2 separate regions of the Arachis hypogaea genome follow, and region 1 is linked to region 2. The links are chromatin contacts, called in public Hi-C maps. All regions are on one chromosome and are shown on one strand. Each heading gives the region's core, a stretch centred on a gene start, on an enhancer-like site or on the middle of the called end of the contact. The rest is flanking DNA. Distances are from core to core; before and after follow the strand shown. Region 1 has its middle 14 kb from the start of LOC140183543. Region 2 holds the start of LOC112779536.

The links. Hi-C and Micro-C count contacts between places; a contact is called where the count stands out from the background.
Region 1: a contact with region 2 is called in a Hi-C map of leaf, with 5 times the contacts expected there. The contact joins the enhancer-like site here to the promoter of LOC112779536 in region 2. A contact is called at or near these places in 3 of 8 Hi-C or Micro-C datasets (all in leaf).

The regions. Positions count from the first base shown.
Region 1 is chr3:108,327,065-108,332,831 of arahy.Tifrunner.gnm2.J5K5, reverse strand. No RefSeq gene overlaps it. Among protein-coding and RNA genes, the nearest start is that of LOC140183543, 14 kb to the right of the region's middle. Within about 2 kb of position 1,586, at least 1 of the 3 cell types and tissues checked has open chromatin away from gene starts, as enhancers often do.
Region 2 is chr3:108,216,533-108,221,986 of arahy.Tifrunner.gnm2.J5K5, reverse strand. LOC112779536 reads right to left here and starts at 3,011. Exons shown (of 5, transcript XM_025823836.1): 1 at 2,615-3,011; 2 at 1,720-1,970; 3 at 1-1,407. The coding sequence starts at 3,011.

The DNA.
Region 1 (5,767 bases), core at 337-2,836, 110 kb before region 2:
TGTCTTTGTGTTATCCCCAAAAGATTGATAGGGTGTTTTGCCTTTGCTATTCGCGTCGTGAACTGGGCTAGGAACGCGCGACTGATGTCCGAGAAGCTGTAGATGGATCCCTGCGGGAGGCCGTTAAACCACCTGATCGCGGGTCCCGCCAGGGTCACCGGAAAAGCTCGGCACCTTACCTCGTCTCCTACCCCCTCTAGGTTCATCCTTGCCTCGAAGGCCGTGAGATGTTCTAGGGGGTCTTGAGTTCCATCGTGCCTCATGTCCGTTGGTTTGTCGAAGTGTTTCGGCAACCGGACTTCGAGGATGGAACGGTGGAACGGGGTGACGCCCATTATCACAGGTTGTCGTGTCCTCCCGGACCTTCCTTCGCTGTCCTCGCGATCTCGTGCTGTGCGGCGCGTCTCTCTGCCACGGGAGTAGATGATGGTGTCATTTCGTCTTCTCGGGATTGGAGACTCTTCCCGGGTGCTCTCCGCTTCCGTTCGGGATGCGGAGGTGTGTCGCTGGCGGCTTCGATGGGAGTTTCCCTCTTGGTGCTCGAGGGACGGGGTGTAGCTGGGGTCGGTGCTTCGTCCATCGCGCTCTTGGTCGGCTAACTGTCGCTCCAAATTTTGGACCCTGTGCCGTAATTCCTGCATTATTATGGCGCTGTCGCCGCCCGTTCCCCCGAAAGGTCGTGTCCTCGTGTGCTGTTCAGTGAGTTGTCGGGGGGACCTTCGCCGAACTCTCAACGAGGCGACAGAGGCTGCCCCCTCCGCTCCGGCTCCTCGGCCCTGATCGCCAGGACCCTGCACAACGTCCATTAAGGAAAAGTCCCCACAGACGGCGCCAATGTTCGGTTGTCGGTTTCCGGACTGGTCGGGTGATGATTAATGGGAGCGAGGATTCCTCAATCGCGGTTGTGTTGGGACCCGGTCTGCCGTGAAGTCGAGCACTTGTTGTGAGAGAAAGGGGGGTGCCACCTGCAAAGACACTCCGACGGTCTAGTCAGTCCGTGCGCAGGCGAAGGAATGTTAGGTGAAAAGGTGACGTACCTCGAGGGAAGGGCAGGTCCTTCCCTATTTATATCGTGTCAGAGGTGAAGGGCGGGCCCACCTTCCTCGAAGCTTCCTCACAGCTGTAGCGGGAAGCTTCCAGGGACGCGTGTCCGGGTCGCGTTGTGATCCGTTCGCATCCGGTCAGTCGGGTCGGGTCGTCATCGGGACGAGTTGACCTGCGAGCCGTTTGGGCTGGGCCGTAATAATTTATTATGTATTAGCAATGCGTAACATATGAAACATAGAAATCATATCCAAAATCATCTAATTTATAAGAAAAAGAAACATCCGTGTGCCTATTAGTAGCAACATCCGGTTAAAGTCACCAGTGCCTCTGGTTTACCAGTTGGCTGATTCTTGACTTATATAGAGTTGGTTCCTAGCATTGTTGTTTTTATTATTATTTTGTAACAGCGTATACAAAAATGTATTGAAGGTAGCTTTCACAAGAGTTGTCGTCTGCGAAAAGCCTTACACATAATCATCCAGAGTTAAGGTTAAACAAAGGGGGCCGGGGGGTTCTACCAGGATAAACTCATATTTAATTAATTAAATACTGCTATCATAGATGGATTAGAATAAAGCTACACAAAGAGTGCACGCAACCGTTAGGTTGTATGTGGAATTAGAAAAAAATAAACTGTCAATGAGAAAGGATTTAGTTAATTAATTAATTAATTAATTGTTTGCGGTTTCATCATTTCTGCTGGATTAACTTCTGTTCAATTTCTGCCATTCTTGAAAAATATCATACTGCACAAAACTCATGGAGGATAATTCTTAGTTTTTACTATACTTATAATAGTATTTTGTTATTTTTTAAAGATTTTACATAAAATAACCATTCCAACATTTTAATATATATGTGTTCGCAATGTTAGACGTAATGTCCTAACTTTGTTCCCAAGCTAAGTCTTACTATTTCCAGTTCTAACTTCTAACTGATTAACTGACCAAAAAAAAAAAATAAAAAAAGGTAGTATTAAATTATTAGATATCTTAATACGTTCAAAATTCATTCTTTCCCTTTCACCCTGGCATCTACTTTCCAAGCAACGCTGTACGCTAATATTCTTTTTCGTCTCTTAAAAGCCTTTAATTTTAAGCCTTCAATTTTAATCAGTTGATAAGTACTGACAAGAGGATTTGACAGGGGAAAATATCATTTTAATTGATGAAGAAGTAATACGATTATTTATTTATTCTGAACTAAAATGGCCTATATATCTCATCTGTCTATATTTTTAATTTGGATATTGACAGTCCAATAATGGTCTATTCTTTTCAATAATAAAAACGAGATACACTATAACCATTGCTATCCTTATAAGCTTCTAAATCTGCATAATTTAGAAAGAAAATAATACAAACTATAATAAATCTACATTTCATGAGAGCAAAATTAACATCGCCCATGGCCAGTCTTATTTTTAATTGTTGGTATAAAAAATGATTTTTTCTCAACATAAGAACGTTTCAATTGCTAATGATTTTGACTACAAAAGTATTAGTATCGATTACAAGAAAAAGAAATGGGCAAGCTGAAGTCGAAGAAAGATGGTACAAAAAGCGTCAAAGTCAAAAGATAGTTAGTGTCTTTTCTTGAACATTAAGGCTTACTACTCGACCATCAAGTTAAGGGAAGAACATGGGTGCGAGATTTGAGGAGCAAGTTGAAGAAAACGTGAAACTTGAAAATCGAAAAAGATGTGGGTGTCAAAATTTATTTGGGGTCAAAATTCTTCGTAGTTAAGGCAAGGTCATGGCTAAGAAAAAGGAAGAAGTAAGATAGTGGATAACATGTTCTATGGCAAGACCATCTCCACGGCCTATAAATAGTAAAAACTCAAAAGTTCTAGGACTTCTTAAAAAATACTAGATCATCACACATAAGTCTCTGCCAAAATTCTAATCCCAACAATGCAACAGAAGACCATAGAGTATAAGTGCATGCGAGTGTTGAAAATTCACTTTTATTTGCTTATCGAAATTATGGGAGATTCACAATTAATAATTTAACAGTTGACTAGAAACTATTGAGTTATTAGTCAAAATTTATCCAAATATTTTATGGTGGCCGTTCAACTCTTAGCTGAGTTTGACTTACTTTCAATAAAGCACATATTTAAAGAGTCAAATTAGGAAGCTAACGAATTAGCTCAAATGGCTTCTGCCTATAAAATATCTCTCAAGTTGATAAAGAAGTATAGTGAAATTGAAACTAACCTACCTCCTTTAGAAGCAAGAGGGGTTTATTGTGCAAACACTCTCGATCCAAATGATTGGAGATATAAGATCATCGACTTCTTTAAAAAGTCCAATCAAAGAACAGATCAAAAAATTAAGATTTATCATTGAGCTTTGTATTGGTTGGAGGGGATCTATTCAAGAAAAGTGTCGATGGTTCTTTGCTCCAATATTTAAATATGCAAGATGCATATTTAGCTATGGCAAAGGTGCATGAAGGTATTTGTAGAGCTCATCAAGTAAATAAAAAAATACATTGGACCCTACATCAACAAGGACTGTATTGGCCTTCAATAATGAAGGATTGTATCAATTTTGCTCGATACTGTGATCAATACTAAAGGCATACACCAATTCATAGAGTTCCTACCTCTGATTTATATATTATAATCAGGCATTGATCATTTAGAGATTGGGCTCTTGACCTAATAGAAATGATCCATCCTCCTTCGACTAAGGGACATAAGTTTATCTTGGTGGCAATCGACTATTTTACAAAGTAGGTAGAAGTTGTGCCCATGAAAGAAGTTACCAAAGCCAAGATAATCAACTTTTTTGAGGAGTCGATCATTCATAGATCTGGCATTCCCTAAATGCTGGTTACATATCAAGAGACCATGTTTACTGGTCAACAAATAAAAGAGTTTGCTGAGTCACGAGGAATTAAAATAGTACAATCGACTTCCCATTATGCACAAGCTAATGGCCAAGTCGAAGCCATTAATAAAATTCTGATAAGTTTGATAAAGAAGCATATAAGGAGGCAGCCTCAAAATTGGCATACTACACTAAGTCAGGTGCTATGGGCTTACAGGTGTTCTCTAAGAGAATCAATTAAATCGACACCTTATGAGTTAGTGTATGGCCAAAAAGCTGTATTGCCACTTGAAATAAATTTGTAAAACATAAAGGTGGCAAGGCAAAATGATTTGCCAATTGAACAATATTGGTCGAGTATGATTGATGAATTAGATGAATTAGATCAAGTTTGACTCATGGTGCTAGACAGAATGATAAAGCAAAAAGAGATGATATCTAAGTCATACAATCGAAAAGTAAAAGGTAAAACATTTGCAATTTGTGACTTCATATTGAAATTAGTACTTCCGACTGAAGAAGTCAAAGGCAAATGATCTCCTTTATGGGAAAGACCCTTTGAAATAGAAAAAGTTTTCGATAGCAATGCGTATGGAATAAAAAATACAAACAGTAGTCGAACTAGCATGTAAATGGTAAGTATCTCAAAAAATACCATTGTCACTAAAACAAAATAAGCCAAGAATACTAAACAAAATAACTGCAAAAGAGTGCTAAAGCAAGCTACTAAACATGAGTTTCAAATTCTCTTGACATTGGTCCAGACTTAAGGACTCTTGCGCTAATTCTTGGGCATTGGTGGCTCGAGTGACTACTTCGACTAAAGCACCTCGACTCAAAAGTTTGGAAGCATGAGTCTTCTCAATCATTTGCAGTCGAAGAGAGAGAACATCATTGGTGGATGCGACTTTATTTTTTCCTAATTTTAGATTAGCCAGTTCTCTCTCTAAGGCTGAAATCTTTGACTCCATTTCTCGTTCCTTTGCCAGACCCTCTAACAAAATCTCGGTAACCTAAGACTTAGCTATGTCATATTTTTTCAGCTGAGTATCACAGTCGGCTAAAGTCTTAAGTGACTTGTTCAGTTCTTGGTCAGCATCATGAATTCTGGAAAAGTGGGAGGAGACGTCCTCAATAAATGAGCCAAGAGATGAATGCATGTCGGAGGAAATACGTTGATTGAGAAAGGCAAGCGCATCAGTAAGTCGAGACTTTAGGACAGTATTGTCATCTATATCCTCGATGAAATGGTTCAAGCAATCAAGAACAATGTTGATTCTGTCGACAACTTGAGGATATGGACCCGTGGGCATAGAGGAAGTAAATTCTTCTATAACATCTTCCTCTTTGATCGACGCTTCCTGAGTCGACTTCTCAACTTGAGGGATAACAGTGCTCAACTCTGGACTAGAAGACATCCCCATAATTCCTTCAGAGGAACAAATCTGTCGAGCTTCAGACAAGATATTTTCCAGGTCAATTCAAATCTCCAGCTTCTGGAGAAGGAAAATTAAAAGGTGGTTTTGTATCTTGATCGACGAATTTTTGTGTCGACAGTACAGGAGTAATGTCTTCTTCGATGAATTTCTATGTCGACAATTTGACGAATTTCTATGTCGAATGTCCAGGAACAATAGTGAAAATTGCAACGGTCGACCCTGATCCATATGCAGGCCCAGATTCTTGGTGAGTTTCAGCATCACTAGGAAGAGGCATATAGCGAACCTAAAAAGGGTAAAAATATAAGGATCAGGTGGCGGTCGAAAGGAACTTAATATTGAAAATCTAAACAAAAGAAGTACCAATAGAGAAGAGGTCGAAAGATGAGATGCTGTTGTCGATGATGGATTCTGAGTCAGAGTCAGAACAGGCGTAGACAGACT
Region 2 (5,454 bases), core at 1,762-4,261:
AGTTTTTTCCAAGTACCTTTTCATATTGGGGTCCTTTGCCTGGTACTCTCCATTAATTTGAGAAGTCACTATCTGGGAGTCACTGAAGACTACCACTTTAGTTGCGTCAACTTCTTTGGCCAACTTTAGTCCCGCTATCAGAGCTTTATATTCTGCTTGGTTATTAGAGGCGAAAAACTCAAATTTCAGGGATACTTCTATTTGAGTTCCCTCTTGATTGACCAATATTATGCCCACTCCACTTCCAACTTTATTGGATGATCCGTCCACATATAGCTCCCAAGTCGTGGAGGCCTCTATGTGATCGCCTGTATATTCTGCTATGAAGTCGGTAAAGCATTGAGCTTTAATTGCTGTCTGAGTTTCGTACTTTAAATCGAACTTGGACAACTCTATGGCCCATTGAATCATTCTAGCTGCAATATCCGTTTTATGAAGGATCTGCTTCATCGGCTGGTTCGTCTGGACTCTTATAGTATGAGCTTGGAAATAAGGTCGAAGCCTTCTGGCTGCTACAATTAAGGCATATGCAAACTTCTCAAGTTTTTGGTACCTTAATTCAGAACCTTGTAGCACCTTGCTAGTGAAGTAGATGGGATGTTGTCCGACCTCATCTTCTCGTATTATTGCTGACGCCATGGCCTTCTCAGCGACAACTAAATATAATACAAGTTCTTCCCCGGCCTTTGGCCAAGTAAGGATGGGAAATTGGCTCAAAAATATTTTGAACTTTTGAAAGGCCTCTTCACGTTCAGGAGTCCATTCGAACTGACATCCTTTTCTAAGTAATGAAAAAAGTGGTAGGGATCTTAATGCTGATCCTACCAAGAATCTAGATAAAGCCGCAAGTCGGACATTCAGCTGCTGGACTTTCTTTAAACAAGAATTTAGGATTGCTTTGCACTTGTCGAGGTTAGCTTCAATCCCCTTTTGTGTTAGCATGAATCCTAGAAATTTTCCAGCTTGCACCGCAAAGGTGCACTTGGTGGGATTTAGCCTCATCCCATGCTTCCTTATGGTACCAAAGACTTGTGAGGGGTCGGTCAGGAGACTGGTTTCGTCCTTGATCTGTACTAACATATCATCTACATATAATTTCATCAGGCTTCCGAGGTGAGGTGAAAACACCTTATTCATGAACATTTGATAGGCGTCCCCTGCATTTTTTAATCCAAATGGCATCACCACGTACCAATAGTTTGCCTTGGGTGTGATGAAAGATGTTATCTTTTGATCCGATTTATACATTGGGATCTGATTGTAGTCTGAGTAAGCATCCATAAATGATAAATATTGATACCCCAAGTTAGAATCCACTATGGCGTCAATGTTGGGTAGAGGATATGGGTCCTTTGGACATGCTTTGTGGAGGTCGGTATAGTCGATACACATCTTCCACTTCCCATTCTGCTTTTTAACCAGCACCACATTTACCAGTCAGACCGGGTATTTGACTTCTCTGATAAACCCTGCCTCTAGCAAGGCTTGTACTTGTTTTTCGACCACTTGAGCCCGTTCGGGTTCGAGCTTGCGTCTCCTTTGTTGGACAGGTCGGGATCCCGGGTAGACAGCCAGCCTATGTGACATCAGCTCGGGATCTATCCAAGGCATGTCGGAGGCTTTCCAGGAGAACAGGTCAGATTTCTGTTGTAGGAGCTTTACAAGTTCCTGCTTCAGATCCTTTGTTAACTTAGCTCCTATGTTAGTGTTTTTTCAGACCTTTTGCCCAATTTGGACTTCTTCCGGTTTTCCTCCGAGTTGTGGCCGTAACTCTTTCCTTACTCGGACTCCTCCGAGTTCAATTGTATTGACATCCTTGCCTTTATCCCTTAGGTTCAAGCTTTCATTATAACACTTCCTTGCCAACTTCTGATCTTCCTCGATGGTAGCAATCCCTTCCGTTGTTGGAAACTTCATACAAAGATGAGGGGTTGAGATGACCGCTCCTAGCTGATTTAGGGTTATTCTGCCTATCAGGGCATTATAAGCGGAGGTTACATCGACAACAATGAAGTCGATGCTTAAAGTCTTGGACTACAGTCCCCTTCCAAAAGTCGTGTGCAGGGGAAAGAAGCCTAGTGGCTTAATGGGGGCGTCCCCTAATCCAAAGAGGGTATCCGGATAAGCTTTTAGCTCTTTCTTGTCCAGTCCCAGCTTATCAAATGCTGGTTTGAACAGTATGTCAGCCGAGCTTCCTTGATCTACCAGAGTTCTGTACAGGTGAGCATTGGCGAGGATCATGGTGATTACTACTGGGTCATCATGTCCAGATACGATACCTCGTCCATCCTCTTTGGTGAAAGAGATGGTAGGGAGTTCGAGTCCAGCATCTCTGACTTGATAGACTTCTTTTAGGCGTCTTTTCCGAGACGACTTAGTAAGTCCCCCTCCAGCAAAGCCACCCGAGGTCGTGTGAACATGTCACTCTAGAGTTTGTGGGGGTGGACCTCTCTGTTCGAGGTCTTCGTTGTCTCTCTTCCTTTTTCCTTGATTACTTGACCTTTCCGTGAGATATCTGTCCAGTCGACCTTCTCGAGCCAACTTTTCTATCACATTTTTTAGGTCATAGCAATCATTTTTTGAGTTTCGATAAAGCTTGTGGTATTCACAATACTTATTACGACTTCCATGCGGGGGTAGGGGTGGGAAGGGAGCTTCTCGGTGTGGCAAATTTTCCTGTATACATCTACAAGGGAGGCCCTCAACGGGGTGTTGTTGTGACACCTTCTGGGTGTCTTGGGTCCGACTTCTTCTTTCCTCTTGGGCTCCCTCTCCTTTTTCTTTGATTGGTGAGGGTTCCCAAGTCGCCAGTTCGGTTCTCGTAACCTGGCATTTTCTTCCATGTTGATGTACTTTTCAGCTCGCTCCTGTATATCGTTCAAGGAAGTCGGATGTCTTTTTGATATGGACTGAGAGGAAGGTCCTTCTCGGAGAGCATTCACGAGTCCCATTATCACCGCCTTAGTAGGCAAGTCTTGAATCTCCAAGCACGCTTTGTTGAATCTCTCCATGTATTCCCTCAGGGGTTCTCCGACCTCTTGTTTCACTCCGAGTAGACTGGGTGCATACTTGACCTTGTCTTTCTGGATTCAAAATCTGGTAAGAAATTTGCGTGAGAGATTGTTAAAACTGGATACAGACTTAGGGGGCAAGCTATCAAACCACTTCATGGCTGCTTTGGTCAGTGTTGTCGGAAAGACCTTGCATCGAGTAGCGTCCGAGCCGTCTGCCAAGTACATCTGACGCTTGAAGTTGCTGAGATGATGCTTTGGGTCGGTTGTTCCATCATACAGGTTCATGTCGGGGCTTTTAAAGTTTCTGAGAAATTTAGCCCACATGATATCCTCAAAGAATAGGTCTTCTCCCCCCAGCGGACTATCTTCTCGAGCCGTACAAGAGTCCTTATTTTGAAGGTTGGATTCTAGCTTTGAGAGCTTATCCTCTAGCTCTCTTTGCCTTTTGATCTCTCTTTTCAGGATCCTCTCCGCTTCACGCTCTCTAATTCCCATTCTAGCTATTCAAGTCGGCCTTGATGTCCTTGTAGCCATCCCATGAGGTCGGCGTCATGATGCTGTCCCTCCTCTTCAGGGAGGCGGATCTCGGATGATATTCTCCTTTGGTCGCCGGAAGGGCCTTCTCCGTGTGGCTCCTCTTTTCTTGGCTAGGATACTACTAAAGCTTGGTCGTTATTGACCATGTCTTGGTATTCTTGATCTGACTCAAACGCAGAGCATCTGTCTTTGTATTGGTTGTCCGCGATTGAGCGTTGATCTCCAGGTCTCCGACAACGACGTCAATGTTCTGGGGATTACCTGAAACAAGGTTCGCTTTGGGCATGTAAGTGAGGCCCAAATCCCCAATGGAGTGTGCTCCGACTTGTCCGACGTCTTGTGGTTGTCGTCCGAGTTGTTTGTGAGAAGGTGGGTGGTGGTACCTGCAAGACACTCCGATGCTTAAGTTAGCAAGGGGTTAAGCAGGTTTAAAGTATTGGAATTTAAATTTACCTGAGTGTGTCAGTGTCTTTATAGGGGATGAACCAATAACCACAATTGAAGTAGTTTCACTTCTGATGGTAGATAACCGTCCATTTATCTTAAGATTGTTGAGATCTCTCTTCCAGGAGTGATGAGAGATTTAGGGAGGCAGTTACTCACTTGGATAAGTGTTAATTGCCTGCTTGCGTTGATGTCGACCTCTTTGAGGAGGTCGGACAAGCAGTAGAGGCCAATCTTCTAGATTGAACCTTTTAACTTTATTTATTGGGCCTGGATTATATTTTGGGCCAGAATATGAACATATGGTTAAGTAATATATGATTTTTTAGATATATAAAAATATTTATGCAAAACATATATCTTTATATCAAAATATTATTTTGAACGAAAGTAGTCAATTTAGAAATATTTATATATTGTAAATTGTAAAATTTTTAGTAATTTTCATTTAGCAATTTAGTAAATTGTAACAATATTCTTGTAACCAAAATAAAAAAATAAAAAATGCATAACTAATAGAAAGATATGTGATCTCTACCAATTTTTATATTTCACAATAGAATTATCCATTCTTAGTGCGAATTAGACATAGTATTTTTTTATTTTTTAGTGTCACTAATAAGTTACAAAGTTACAAGTATGCTAAGAATATTTATTCATACACTATATATAAGAATTTTTAATAAAAGAGAAATATTATTAGATAACCAACTTTTTTTAATTAACATTAACTAAATTTTTAAAAATTATTTTATTTATTTTTTAAATTTAACTTTTAATTCTAAATTCTAAATTTTAAATCTAAACACTAAAGTTGACTAATGTTAGTTAACTAAAAATTAGTTTTCTATACTTTCTCTTAATAAAAATATAATGTTCAATAGATTTTTAATGTATTAATAACACATTAAAAATATGAAATCTTTCCAATTTTATTCTTTTATGCAATATATTTAGATATTTCGTTTTTTTGGGCTGGGCCAGTGGCCATTAGAACAGACTGGACCCGCACTATTATGTTTATTTTTATTTTTTAATAATTTTGGGATCATGAATGATCCTTTTCCGAACGATACAGAGGTATCTTTGTTTTTGGTCCGAACAGTACGCTTACAACGCCGTAAACCCAGATAATATAGGCCTGGGTATGCGTGGAGGAACATATTATAAGGTGGGCCTGCTTCCTGATTGCCCAAATCTCGTTTAAAATGAGCCAACAAAAGTCTTCTTTAACTTGGGCCTCGGCCTGTTTAAATACCCAGAAAGAAATTCTTTGACTTCTGTTCATCGGGTATTGGGACTTTGCGAGAGAACCTAACATAATAGTAAAATCTATCTTAATTAAACGAAAAAAAGGTGTTTATTTATTAGCTGCCCTTTATTTGAGAGGGAAAGCAGGGACTGGTTTGGTGTGAGTAGAATTTAGAAGCGAAAGAATTATTAAAGAGTAAACACAATG